Regions from separate parts of the Mus musculus genome. Here region 1 is linked to region 2. Evidence: chromatin contacts called from public Hi-C data. All regions are on one chromosome and are shown on one strand. Each heading gives the region's core, a stretch centred on a gene start, on an enhancer-like site or on the middle of the called end of the contact. The rest is flanking DNA. Distances are from core to core; before and after follow the strand shown. Region 1 overlaps Abcc9 (ATP-binding cassette, sub-family C (CFTR/MRP), member 9). Region 2 holds the start of Kcnj8 (potassium inwardly-rectifying channel, subfamily J, member 8).

Region 1 (7,193 bases), core at 255-2,754, 97 kb before region 2:
GCTGAACCAGTCTACAGGTGTACCAGCAGTAATGGGAGATTCCCAAACCAACAGAATAGGGTGCTTGGATTGTAGTTTAATCTGCCGGAAAAAAAAATTCTAGCTCATAGTCACTGAAAAAAGAAAGACTTGAAAACTGTTCATTTTCTCTTTTAAATATGCTTACAGCCAGGGTAGACTGCCTCGGTTATCATTTGCCGTGACGCGTGGCTACCAGAGCATGTGTTATGTGATGGTAACCATTTCCCATTTCTTCCCTTTGTACCATAGACACAAATATGTTGACAAGCCACACTGTGCTATCTGTGCCACCATCTGCTGTCCTAGACCATCTTATAAACAAGGCAATCTCGAAGTTGTATTTCATTCTCACTTAGCCATCTTGATATAGCTTATAGAATCCCAGCATGTGCTGCAGACAGCCTTTGCCACATTTGTATATGAGTTTTGAAAGAAATATCTATATGCCGTGACATCGAAGAAAACTTGAACACTTAAGGGTGCACTCTGCCATCGACAGCAATGTAGAACACTTCAAAATAATAATTTCCACAAGGCTCATGCGTTACTGAGAAACCTAGAGTTTTATGCTCAATACCTTGATTGTAGGCAGCAGTTTCTATGAACTTTTCAGTGACTAAATGCTTGATACCTCACTACGCAGGTGACTCTATCCTGGAAAGGGCCAAGTGGGGGGGGGATGGTATCCTAACAGAGCGTCAGTCCTCTTCTCTGAACCAGGCTTTCAGTAATTGTTCATAAGCTCTTGGACTTTAGAGTTCAGACCCTCTGGCCTCAGCTACCTTCCTTTTCGCTCTCATTGTTCTGTCTTAGCGATGGCTTGCATAGATCACTGACTGAAGTCCCGAAGTCATGCTTCCAAATTAGGCCACACTCTGGCAGGGAAGCTGCTTCAGACGATAAAATTGATAAATGGCCAGAGTCTTCTATTTTGGTCCTTATTTTCATTTTCTCTATTTAATGGGCACCCCTTCCAGGGTTGCAGTCTTAATTAATTGAAACTTGACTTTGCGCTAGAAGTTGAAGTAGAAAGCAGCCTATAACTTACAACATACCATGGCTCTGGAAGAAGGAGCTTGCCAAACATTAAAAGGACTTTGAGAGTTGATTTGAGAAAGATAAAAGGGCTCTTCTTCAAACCCACAGTATACAATCCTGGTAATAAATCCTAGTGAGGTGGAAGGTGGATATTACCCTCTGTGAGTTTATCATAGCCCTCCCACTCTATCCCTCTTGGGGAAAAGGCATTTGCCAGGCTGATAAAGCCCAGCATACTTTAGGGCCCCAGGCCAGCTTGAGGCCAAACAGAATGTGCTTCTAAAAGCTCTCTTCTCTAAAATAACGTTCTGGGTTGATTTGCAGGTCCTACAGAGGTGGTGGGTCAACAGAAGTGGCCAGATATTTTTCCCACTGGGTACTAGTTCTGGGAACCCAAACAAGCGTTTTCCCAGTGTGGACTGGCCTCTGCATTTGCTTCAGTGCCTGGGAACCCGTGACTAGTCTCAAATGCCAGTTGGCCAGCAGTGAGCTGAGCTGCCTGTTTATAATTGGAGACTAAGACTTCAGTCAGCTGATTTTGAAATATCTCTTCAGGGCTCTTAGAAGTTATACACTCTTTACTGGGCTCGTAAGCGCATTCAGAAGTGTGGTGTGTTAGAATGGGCTGAAGCAAACTCATAGCTCTGTTCTGTGTGCATGAGGAAGCTTGGAAGCTCTTCGCCTGAGGAAACTCAGTGCCATGAGGAGTTCCCTGCTCCAGGTCAAGCCCTAGGCTTTCTTTTCAAACAGTTCAGATCAGTAGCCAGGTGCCCTTGTCACAGTCACAGAGTGGAACATGTGCACACAGACACATGCCACGCACCTGTTGTTATGTTTATAACAAACTGGGACAAAGAGGCAAATTTTATTTGGCACAGGATGTCTTGGCACAGCCTCAACCCACCCACACTGTGAGTTTTAGGGCAAAGTGCCACAAAACAGACTAAAGAGAAGTCACTTGTCACTTAAAACCTGACTGCAGTTCCAGGGAATCCAAACACCTTCTTCTGGCCTCTGCAGGTACCAGGCATACAGGTGGTACACGGAAGTACATACAGGCAAAACACCCATACACATAAAATTAAAATAAAAAAATAAAATTCTTATAAAAAAGAACAGGGAGGGTGATATATCCTCGGAGTCCCAGCACTTGGGAGGTAGAGGCAGGAAGACCAGGAGTTCAGGGTTCCCCTCTGCTACATACTGAAGTTAGGCCATCTTGGGTTACCCGAGATCCTGCCCTAAAAACAAAAACTAGTCGAATAAGAGTGTTTTTTCCCATAATGCTAAAGTTACTTTACTTCCATAGAAATAATTTATGTGTTTTCCCTTCTGGAGTAGAATATGTAGTATTCCTTGTAGGCATTTGGTATTTGGTGTGTAATGCAGTAACTATGTCCAAAGATGTTATTTGCCAGAGGAGAAAATTGTTATTAAAGAAATCTCTCATTTCCAAGTAGCAACAACAACACCAAGAACAATTTTGTCTTTCCTCTCATGTGCCTCTCGGAGCTGTTTCTGCTTGGCAAGTCTCCCATATCACCATCTGTAAAAGAAATAGTTATTGATAGCTATTATCAGGCATGCTTATACCTTGGCCAGGTCTCTGTATTACAAATGACAAGGCTTCATAACCACTATCAAAAACTATGCAACTATCAGTCACACAATTGGTTATTCTGCATTAATGTAACACCTGTCCAAGGGTTTCAAGTCCTATTTGAGGGGTTGAAGGGATGAGTCAGTGGTTAAGGCCACACAGTGATCTTCTAGAGGACTCAAGTTAAGTTCCCAGAACCCATGTCAGAAGGCTCGCCATTTCTAGTTAGTCCAGCTACAGGGAATCTGATACTCTCTTCTATTCTCCCTGCATTCACATACACGCAACTTTAACAGATGCGTAGTAAAAATCAGAATAAATATTAAAAAACCAAAGTAGTATTTGAGAAGTGAGCAGGTGAATTTGTATAAATACAACTGTAAGCACATTTTTCAATTATCTGAACAGATGAGGCATTAGCAAAAGACTGCCCCTAACAGTGGTGAAGGCAGGCTAGCAAACTGACTTGTATCAGACATGCCTACATTCAAACTCTAGGCATAGAGTACGCGTTCAATGTCATGTGTGCTGTTGTCTGCTTGTATCTGGGGCTCAGTTTATCAAATGAATAACATTGTCTGCTTCTGAAGACTGAAAAAAGCTAGACAGTGCATAGAAATGGCCCAGAACAGCCTAAATACTGCAGGTCTTTGCACAAACTCCAGTTTTACTCATTTGACACCATCTTTACCACTTAATGCCCAAGCATTGTCCGTGGGTGTACATTCTCTGATAAATACTTCAAGTAGACCAGCTGCCTTAGCAATTTCAAAGAAGAAAGATCGACGGACATGAGCAGAGGGTTCACTCTGGACTTCAGGAGGCAATGAAGCAAAAGGGATCCCTATACACAGAATGGTGTGGCCTGAGACGGCCATCAGTTCCTGTAAAGAAAAGGGAGGCTGTCCGGTTCCTGGTGGCCTAAGGGCATGGCTGTGCTCCATAGCTCTAAAGGGCTAAGTGGCTCTTGACTAGTGGGATAAAGAGGGAAAAGGAAGTTTATCAGAGGGAGCAGGCTGTAGAAGGGAGGGGTAAGTGCCCTAAAGTGTACTTGGGGACCAACAGTGGTTTTATGTGGATGGAGAGATGATTCTAACACCAGGATTATTAGGGGATGCGGCTGGAAGATGATGGGGAAGATGCCGGAAGGCAAAGAGTCGCCATTTTATACCTCACAGCAGGCACCTCACATCAATAGCTTTGCAGTGTAAAGAAGAACCCTGGTAGCAAGGCTGATGTTACTCTACCTCTGGCCAGGCTTTGTGCATTTCCCATAGTTATTTGTCTCAATGGTTCCGCGAGGACCTCATATAAGCAGGGGGTGCCTTTACTCTTTATTACCTACTGTTCTCTCACCAATATCACTGAGGAATCACAACAATCACATTGAGAGAGACCCAGAACTCAGAGAACCTCACTTTTAAAGGTGTTCACAGTCTAATGGACGGCCTAGAAGAAGAGAACAGGGAGGCTTGGAGGTTTAGCATTGGGCACCATCTCTATACATAATAAATGGAAGCACCAAAATTGGATGTATATTAGTTTCATTTCTGTTGCCATGATAAAGTTTCCTGATTCAAGACAACTTAGAGGGAGGAAAGGTTTCTTTCAGCTCACAATTCTAAATCACGGTCCATCATTGCGGAGAGTCAAGGCAGGAGCTTGAAGCATCCACCGTAGGGCAATGCTGCTTGCTGGCTCAACTAGGGGGGTATGCTTAGCTAGCTTTTTTATTCTGCTTGGGGATAGTTGCCAAGGGGAATGGTGGGTCACCCACAGTGGGCTGGCCCCCTCTACATCAACTCACAATCAAGACAATCCCTACGGTCAACCTGATCTAGGAGACTGTCAACTGACACACCAATCTCAGGTAACTCTAGGGTGTGTCAGACTGACAAAGCTAGGGGGACAGAGTGTTACGTAGAGAAGAGAAAGTTCTTTCCACTCCCAGCACAGCTGAGGACTCATGGCTTCTTCTTGACGTGCAGCCACATTAGGGTTCACGAACTCTGTAAAAACTTCAGTGAGATTTGTGCACATACGAGAAAGGAGAAATGGAGAGTTGGATGCATCAGATAGACTGTATGAATCACTGCTCATCCTTTGAGTCATTGAACAAGCGTGCGTATAGCAATGTGTTCCAGGCACTTTTAGACCCAGAGGTTCAGACTCCTGAGTCCGGTCTTGGCACTTGGGTTTGTGTTCAGAGGTTCGGAATGAGAGTGTTCAGGGATAGTCTCGTAGGTGACAAGGCTGTTTCTTCAGATCCCACATTTTAAAACAGGAGAGCACATGGCAGCTACAGCCTGCGCTCATCAAACAAACAAACAAACACTTGTCCTTCAAGATGGATAGAACATCATTTCCTAAGGCAGTTCTACCGCCGTGGCTTTCCAGGTATAGGCAGCAGATGCTGGTAATGAAGACGCACAGTGATATAGTCAGCGTTCTTCTTAGACAGTTACCTCATAGGGTTCCCTGATACGGCGTTTGTTGGTTGTTTTCCACAGTGTTCAAAAGCTGAATGAGTTTCTCTTGAGCGATGAGATTGGTGAGGACAGCTGGAGGGCCGGGGAGGGCACGCTGCCTTTCGAGTCCTGTAAGAAGCACACCGGAGTGGTAAGTGGCTTTTGGATTCTTTTTTTTTACCATACAGAGGACAGTCCAAACTAATTATATGTTTTCATATTGATTCAGTTAGAAGAAACTATAAGTTTTGTTTGTCTAAATCTATGTGAAAAAAATGGCTACTTGTGCCTACAAAAATAAATCCCCACACATCTAAATGGTATACAGATATAAAAACAGATTTAGAAGCACTGCCTCTATAAACTGGGAGAGAATGACCCTCTGATTGATTTAAAAGGGAATTGAGTGGTTGTTTGCTCTTACCCACTTCTTAGGATGTATTTTAGCTCCAGCACACATTTTAGTTTGAGACATGAATAGGCTTAACATATGCAGTGTATTACCTGTTTTTATTTTCATCTCAGCACGCCGACTTTGCCTGCATCAGGGGCTTGAACAAAGTCATAAGATTAGGAAGGTTGTGAGACAGTGAAAACCTGAGTCTTGTCGCTTTTAGGCCAGCAGGCTCACTTGTCCTTACCACAAACATCTATTCAATAGCTGCAAAGAGTCTGGAGGCAGTCAGTGTTGTCTGGACATGTGTCCCATGCAATAGAAAGCAACCACTTGTCACGGCTCCACCAGGCTTCCAGACACACGGCCTACCTTGTATTTGATGCCAAGAGCTAGGCTGTGGCTCTGAACCGGCACACAAAGTCTCTCCCAGCATGATTTGTTTTCTTGCAGCAGGAGTCAAATGATGAATTAGTTTGAAATTACAAGACCATTTCCTGCTGGGCGGTGGTGGTGCATGCCTTTAATCCCAGCACTTGGGAGGCAGAGGCAGGCAGATTTTTGAGTTCGAGGCCAGCCTGGTCTACAAAGTGAGTTCCAGGACAGCCAGGGCTATACAGAGAAACCCTGTCTCAGAAAAACCAAAAAAACAAAACAAAACAAAAACCAAAACCAACAAAACAAAACAAACAAACAAACAAAAAAAGACCATTTCCTGTGTGAATAAAAAAATGAAGGAAGGCATCAAATAAAAGGCAGCCTGTAAATTAGGGTGAACATCTGCCTGATGGCACTTCTGAGGAGCCAGCATTGGGGCTGAAACCTCACCGACGCGTGTCATTTGGAGGTACACCGGGGAACAGAAAGGCATTTTTCAGAAGACTACTTCGTGAAGATCTTGAGTGGTGGATTGATTTGGTTTAGATAAAGAACAGAAGGGCAGTATGTTTAGAACCTGGTGACAAAAAGAAAAATGACACACAGTTATAATGACCCAGGGGACTGTAGAACATGAGAAGGGTTTAGATTTATTGAAATGTAGTGGAAGGGTTATTGGAAATGTTGGCTTTGTTTATTTGGGGTTTGGGCGACAGGGTGTCATGTATCCCAGACTGGCCTGGAACTAGGTAGCTGAGAATGACCTTGGATCCCTGTTTTTCCTCCCTCCACATCCCAAATGCTGGGACTCCAAGCACAGTGTAATTTTACTTATTATTCAAAGGTTAACTTTGGTTACCGAGTGAGGTCAGCAGGCTGAAGAGGGGAACTGGGAGGTGAGTAGAGGCTACCGTAGCAACACGCACAAGATGATGCATTGGGTTAACATTTTGTTGTGGTGAATATGGTGACGAACCAATGGAATTCAGTGTATACTCTCTGTCTGTCTCTGTCTGTCTGTCTCTGTCTGTCTCTCTGTCTCTGTTTTTGTCTCCCTGTCTCTGTCCTTGTCTCTCTGTGTGTATGCGTTGCTTAAGGATTCAAGGATGAACCAGCAACTTATTCATTCTAAGCACATCTCCAGATCCCTCTGCGTCTTTTTTATGTTCAGTTAATAAAAACGTGTTGAAAGATTGCTTGGCAACAAGGAAGAAAGAAGACTCGAGGATGACTGCCTTTTGATTGGCTGACTGTGGATGGCTGCCTTTTGATTGGCTGACTGTGGATGGCTGCC
Region 2 (7,061 bases), core at 3,072-5,571:
GGTAGATTAGGCTACCTGGCCAGCAACCCCAGGGGTTCTTATGCTGTAGTGCTAGGATTACATAAATGCCAGCACAGCTATGCTTTTTACACGAAATCCAGGGACTGAATTTTAGTCTTTTTAGTTGAAGGCCACCATCCTGCCTGACCCAGGCTGATTGTTCATAAACAGTTACGTTTCATAATATGTAATCTATTTTTTTCCTGCATGATAGGAAAGAGCAGAGTTTGTTTTATCCACTTAGATGCAAATAAAAGGGATTGATTTTCCTTAACTATCTCCCATCATGGCTCTCTGGACCCATACTCTGTCTTGAGTTGAATGCACAAGTTGGAGATAAGTCCTTTTAATTTGCAATTCTGATGGATCGCTTTGACAAAACAAATGACCTAATTAAAAGAAGAGAAATATTTATTATATGTGTGTATACATACCACACACACCTAACTCAAAAAGAAATATTTTCTGAACTCCTTATTATATATGTGTATACACCACACACACACACACACACACACACACACACACACACACAAACTTAGCTCAAAAAGAAAGATTTTCTGAACTCCATAAAACAGATAACTGTGAAGAGTTAACCTATCATTCTCGATTGATGATAACACTCTGAAAGTGAGTTTCTAACATGTTGTTTTGATTTCTAGTTTATGTAATGTTTGATTAAACTGATTCCAAAGCAGCATGTCCCCAAGGGGTTTAGATGAGGACATGAATAAAGAAGCACACCAAGAAATGAGGCCAACCGTCATCCCTGCTGTTGACGTGAGTGCTCCTCTGGAAGATTTTCTAAGTCCTGATGCCTAAGAGTTGAAAACTCACAAGTCAAGTCAAGTCAAAAAGCCATCAGACACGAAGGCCCCACCCTGCCTCTCGGAAGTCCTTTCCAGGGCCTCTCCAGTCTCCATTGGGTAATCAAAACAGCAGACAATTGAAAAAGACATCGGCCTCACACACACACACACACACACACACACACACACACACACACACACTCATGCATGCGCACACACACACACACACACACACACACACACACACACTCATGCATGCGCACACACACACACACATACACACACACACTCATGCATGCACACACACACACACACACACACACTCATGCACGCACACTCATGCATGCACACACACACACACACTCATGCATGCACACACACACACACACACACTCATGCATGCACACACACACACACTCACACACACACACTCATGCATGCACACACACACACACACATACACACACACTCATGCATGCACACACACACACACACTCATGCATGCACACACACACACACACTCATGCATGCACACACACACACACACACACACTCATGCATGCACACACACACACACACACACTCATGCATGCACACACACACACACACTCATGCATGCACACACACACACACACACACTCATGCATGCACACACACACACACACACACTCATGCATGCACACACACACACACACACACACTCATGCATGCACACACACACACACACACTCATGCATGCACACACACACACACACACACACTCATGCATGCACACACACACACACACACACACACACTCATGCATGCACACACACACACACACACACACACACACACTCATGCACGCACATACATGCACGCACGCACGCACGCATGCACTCCTGTGTCTGAAAGCACCTGACAAGCTTTATTTCTTTAGAGAGTAAGAACTTCAGGAACCTCCCTGTATTCATTCTTTCTCATGTTGCTGAAATGAAATACCTGCGAAGCATTGTGTGGAGGGAGGGGTTTGGGATTACGGTTTAGGGAACATGGACCCCGTCTCATCTCGGCGGAGGGAAGGAAGCAGAGGACCTGGATGCTGGTGATCAGCTCACGTTCTCCTTTCTTCTTTCTTTGCTTTGGAGCCCAGCTGCTGAGATACCGTCCATATTCTGCATGAGTCTTCCCTCCTTGGCTCACAACCACAACCACAGATGTGCCCCCCTAGCTGTTTCTAAATCCAGTCATCTTGACATTGAAATGTAACCAGCAAACTCTATTCCTAAATAATAGCTTATAGTGCCTACAAAGAACCTGGAAGATACTCACTTGACAGGAGCAACTATGTCCATGCTAAGAAAGCTGGCTGCCTAAGGAATATAGCACGCGACCTGTCACCTGCTGGTTTACGGGTGCTTCCCGGATGCTGGTTAGATTCATTTCTGCTGTGCCAAGGCTCTTGCCCACATTTCATGGCTGTCTGCTTGTCTATGGAATGCCTTTTTTATTTTACCCCCTACTTTTCAATATATTCCAAATAGATCAAGTTTTTCAACTACTAGATTGGATACCAAACAATTCACAAATCTTCCCCTGGTATGTGAGTTTTCACTGCTTGGGACTCCATTACCATGGCATGCTTTGTATTTTTTTTTTTATTTATTTAACATTTAACATTTTTATCATTTATTTTCTGTGGGGTTTTTTTGTTTGTTTGTTTTGTTTTTTTGTTTTTGTTTTGGCTGTATGTATGTCTTTGCACCCAGTGTGTGCCTGATGCCTACAGAGGTAAGAAGTAGACATTAACTTCCCTGGAACTGGAGTTGCAGAAGGTTGTGAGCTACCCTGTGGGTCCTGGGAATTGAACCCTAGTCCTCCCGAAGAGCATTCAGTGCTCTTCACGACTGAGTCATCTCTCCAGCTCCTCCTTTCCTGTTTTGTTTATGTCCTTTATTGCGTCAGATCTTAGCAACATCACATCTCTGCCAGCACTGTCTGTCTCTTAAGATCATCAACACTGGCACAGATTATACATCCCTAGCTATCTAAACACAAACTACATGTTTAATAACCAGGCATAGTAGTTGGATACTTTAATCCCAGCACTCACGAGGTTGAGTCAGGAGGACTGCCTTGAATGTGAATCGTGTCTGGGCTACATAGTAAACTATCAGTCTGCCTGGGTTTCATAACAACTTCCTGTTTCAAAGGACAGCAATGAAATCACATAAGCACAGAGGAGTAGCCGTGTAGTTCAGTTGGTAGAGTGGTTGTCTATGCACAAGGTCTTAAACAAAACAAAACAAACCCCAGACATGATGGCACACACCTACGATCCCAGCACAAGGAAGATAGGCAGGAGGATTAGAAGTTCAGGGTCACCATAGGCTACACAGCAAGTTCGAGGCCAACTCAGAATATGTGAAACCCTGTCTTCTGAAAAAAAAAAAAAAAAGAGTTTAATGTTTTTGGTGTTAAATTAGTAGACAGTAAATTGCACAGCAAGGTGCACTTCAAACTGTATTTCAGTGGCAGAACTCACAGCACAAATGTTGTCTGCATGGCTGCTATGAGGCTACAACATGAATTACTGCAGAAAACAAAGGAAACAAAAAGAATCTCACTGACAGGACAGGCCCTCCAGAATGCAAGGGGTTAAGCAGATCTACCCACAGTGGAAAAAGGGAAGGGGGGCTCTTCATTTTCCTTCATTAAAGACTAATTTTAGGTCTTTCTAGTAAATTAACATGCTGTTTATACTTCGGATACTCCCGACCCTCAAGTCTTGGAAAACATAAAATTTCCAAGAATTAAAGTTTCCATTAATACAAACGCCAAAAGCAGGATGACCGGCGGGGGGGAAAAAAAGCACATTTGTTCCCCCACCCCCACCCCCGCTCCTTCTCAAAAGCTATAGAAAGACATTTACTGTATAATCTTTCTTGTGCGCAAGTGAGCAGTCTTATCATTCTTACGATCTAGACTGGAGGGAGAGGCCTGCGGCCAAGAGTCAAAACGGAGCCGCGACTGCGCCTGCCTGCCCCGAAGGCAGGTGTGGTGCTGGACTTTGCTTAGCCGTCCTGCTGGGTGTAAATTTTCTTTATTGGAAGAGACTGTTGATGGTGTTTTTGTTGTTAGTCTCTATCTTTGTTTCCCTTTTTGTTTCTTTTGTGTGACTTTAAGTGCCTGAAAACTGGTCTTAGTTGGTGAAATCGGTTTTTTTTCCGAAAGGATTTCAGCCCTCCCACCCCTCTATATTCTAACACGAATAGATTTACAAGTTCAGGGCAGGGACCCCACCCTCACCCCACGCTCACCCCACAATCACCCCACCCAAAACACCTACACTCTCTCTATCTGGTTTTATTTCATCTGAAGTAACCCAGTGATACCCCCCCCCCGCAAGTTACACTTTAAAAAATAATAAATTAAAATCTCTTTGCGTCAGTGAACTTGGGCTCAGAAAGTTCTCTGAGCAGCGAGCCTTTTAAAGATGTGTGTGCCGGTCTGGCAGCAGAATCCGGGCTACTGGGAACCGAGCTGGCTCGGCTGGTGCCTCCTCCCCCGGTGGTCCCTCCCTTCTGGCCGGCTCCCTGCCTCCCCGGCTCCCCCGACTGGCCTCCGCCTCCACTTTCCCCGGCTCGCTCGGAGGTCTGGCCCCAGCTAGGCGGCTGAGGAGCTGGCGGAGCATGGCCACTAGCACCTCTATCCCCAGCTCCTACCCCGCCCTCCCCGTGGCCCGGCAGCAGGAGGGGGGAAGCCAAACCCAACCCTCATCTTCCAGCCCTCCTCCCCGCGTGCACTATGGATCGCACCTTCTAGAGTCTTAACTCAGTTCTGGAGGACCAACATCCCCCGGATCTGCACTTCGGGAGGTCTCTGCTCCCGGGATGCGAGAGCCTGGGACCAGCCCGCCCTGTGCGGAGCTCAAGCCGCAGCCGGGAGCGCAAACCCGAGTCTGTAAGTTGCATCGCGCCTCCCGGGGAGAGGAGGGGAAGCCGGCTATAGCGCAGCCCAAAGCCAAACAGTCAAGGTGTACCCAGATTGGCTCGAGCTGTGCAAATCCACTGCAGACCTCAGCAGTGTCTCTAATCCCCGCGTCGCAAATTACTTTCCAGCATATAGTATGATATAGGTTCAGAGGGAGGGGCGGGGAGTCTGGCTGCCTTTTAAAACGCATCTCGTAAATCCTTCCAATTTAATATCAATCATTTTCAAGTTCGAAAACGCAATGTTTGGTATCTTTTAATTACAGTTAATATTTTCTTAATGAACAGGAAGCAGTTTTCTTCGCTGCTACTAAAAGAATCCCTCCATCTTTCCTTTTAACCTTGCTACTTTATCTAAATAGTTTAGCAAGTAGATAGTGAACCCACTTGGCCTTTAATTTTCGTCCTCAGGCTTGCCTGACTAATCCCGAGACACAAAAGAATATACAGAAAATGCTTAAAGATTTGCTTATAGCGGTTATTTCCAAGAGTGAGCAGGGAGGAGAGAGAGAGAGGGGGGGGGGGATTCCTCCGGTTCTGATCAAAAGTTTTCTCTGGGATCCCAGACCTCAGACACAAAGTGGGTTCTCTTTTGTATTGATCACATCTTTAATTTAATATGTGTGTAAAACAGCATCCCTTTGTACAGATACCTGAGACGAGGAAATGAAGTTGACAGTTTTTAATAAGCGTTTCTCTAGTCTAGGAGGACGCGTGTGGAGGAAAGGAGCCACAGGTTCAGGCAGGTGCATAGGCGGGCTATGGTGAAAGGAAGATGTTGGCCAGGAAGAGCATCATCCCGGAGGAGTATGTGCTGGCGCGCATCGCAGCGGAGAACCTGCGCAAACCGCGCATCCGCGACCGTCTCCCCAAAGCCCGCTTCATCGCCAAGAGCGGAGCCTGCAACCTGGCACACAAGAACATCCGAGAGCAAGGTCGCTTCCTGCAGGACATCTTCACCACCTTGGTAGACCTGAAGTGGCGTCACACGCTGGTCATCTTCACCATGTCCTTCCTCTGCAGCTGGCTGCTCTTCGCTATCATGTGGTGGCTGGTGGCCTTCGCCCACGGGGACATCTATGCTTACATGGAGAAAGGCACCATGGAGAAGAGTGGCCTGGAGTCCGCTGTCTGTGTGACCAATGTCAGGTAAGAATGAAATGGAGTTACCAGCAAAGTAGAAATAAAAAGCTCTTTCAGCTAGTCGATTGTGAAATAAAGGGTCTTCATTGGGCAGTTCAGAAACAAAAAGCAAATACAGGGTGCAGGGTTGAAGTTAGCACATTAAAGTCTTTGTAAATGTAGTTTTACCAACAGGTTTCTGAGAATGTGCGACTGCTTCTTTGTGCTGACCTTGGATGGGTTCAAAGAATTCCTGACTCCCCCCCCCCCAACAACAACAACAAACAACAACAACAAAAAAAAAAAACCACAGTTCGTTTTCACCACAAGGATGTCCAGTGTGCACCAGGAAATATTCCCAGTCCATCCAAAGCACTGTGCAAATACAAGAAATATTTTTTTTCTGTAAAGCAGTCTTAATTTTAAAATACACTAAAAATAAAATAACAGAAGTAAATAAAAGCCCTTCTTTATCAAGGTTATTTTGGCATCTCTGACAGATTTTTTTAGATTTAAAAAAATTAAAGCTTATTCTAAAATTTAGAAGAGAGAGTTGTAGTGAAAATTAGTCCAGATTTTCACAAACGGGGTTGAATAGACAGCAAGTGGATATTGAGGTCTCTTTCCAAAGCTTCCACAGAGCAGGAACAAGGCAGCTTTTAGGTTATCTAAATTTGACTTCTGCATTTAGGGATGCTTCAAAGTCAGCTAACACGCACTGGGGTTCCACGTCTCTCTTCTCTATTCCCAAGAGGCCCCAAACACTGCAATGGGGCAAACTTTTTAGTTTGTTTCTTTGGGTGGAGACATAATTGCTAAGGCAGAGAGACTGAGGGCGCTCCAGCCAGGCAGGAAAGGACTTCCAGCGGTCCTGGATCCTATAAAAGTAGCAGAGCATGGCATAGACACCCATAGCTGGGAGCAGAGCTCCTCATGATCTTACTTGCCCTTCCACTTGGCCAAGTAATTGCCAGGCCGACATGTCAAAGAGAGACATCACCTTAGACCACACACAGATTCCAGCTCAGATTTGTCATGAGAGCAATGTACTAGAAAGACCTGGGCTTTACCACTGGGCAGATAGGATTTTCTTTATTCAAGCTTTTGCCTCAACAACAATGAGAATAAGAACCCCAGGTGAGCAGACAACTAGGGACAT

Evidence for each region. Hi-C and Micro-C count contacts between places; a contact is called where the count stands out from the background.
Region 1: a contact with region 2 is called in a Hi-C map of uterus, with 2.8 times the contacts expected there. The contact joins the enhancer-like site here to the promoter of Kcnj8 in region 2. A contact is called at or near these places in 6 of 39 promoter capture datasets (the 3T3-L1 cell line, embryonic stem cells, hippocampal neurons and 2 more), 7 of 484 Hi-C or Micro-C datasets (liver, nephron progenitors and uterus), 2 of 115 datasets of contacts at active chromatin or transcription factors (cardiomyocytes and embryonic stem cells) and 3 of 9 other capture datasets (adipose tissue, liver and pancreatic islet).

Annotation. Positions count from the first base shown.
Region 1 is chr6:142,662,617-142,669,809 of GRCm38.p6, reverse strand. Abcc9 (ATP-binding cassette, sub-family C (CFTR/MRP), member 9) reads left to right here. Exons shown (of 40, transcript NM_011511.2): 15 at 5,170-5,278. Among named protein-coding and RNA genes, the nearest start is that of Abcc9, 36 kb to the left of the region's middle. Within about 2 kb of position 1,504, at least 23 of the 459 cell types and tissues checked have an H3K27ac peak or open chromatin away from gene starts, as enhancers often do. A contact at or near this core is called in adipose tissue, cardiomyocytes, liver and 1 more, where this site is marked.
Region 2 is chr6:142,568,874-142,575,934 of GRCm38.p6, reverse strand. It overlaps Kcnj8 (potassium inwardly-rectifying channel, subfamily J, member 8), which reads left to right and starts at 4,321. Exons shown (of 3, transcript NM_008428.5): 1 at 4,321-4,751; 2 at 5,482-5,929. The coding sequence starts at 5,556.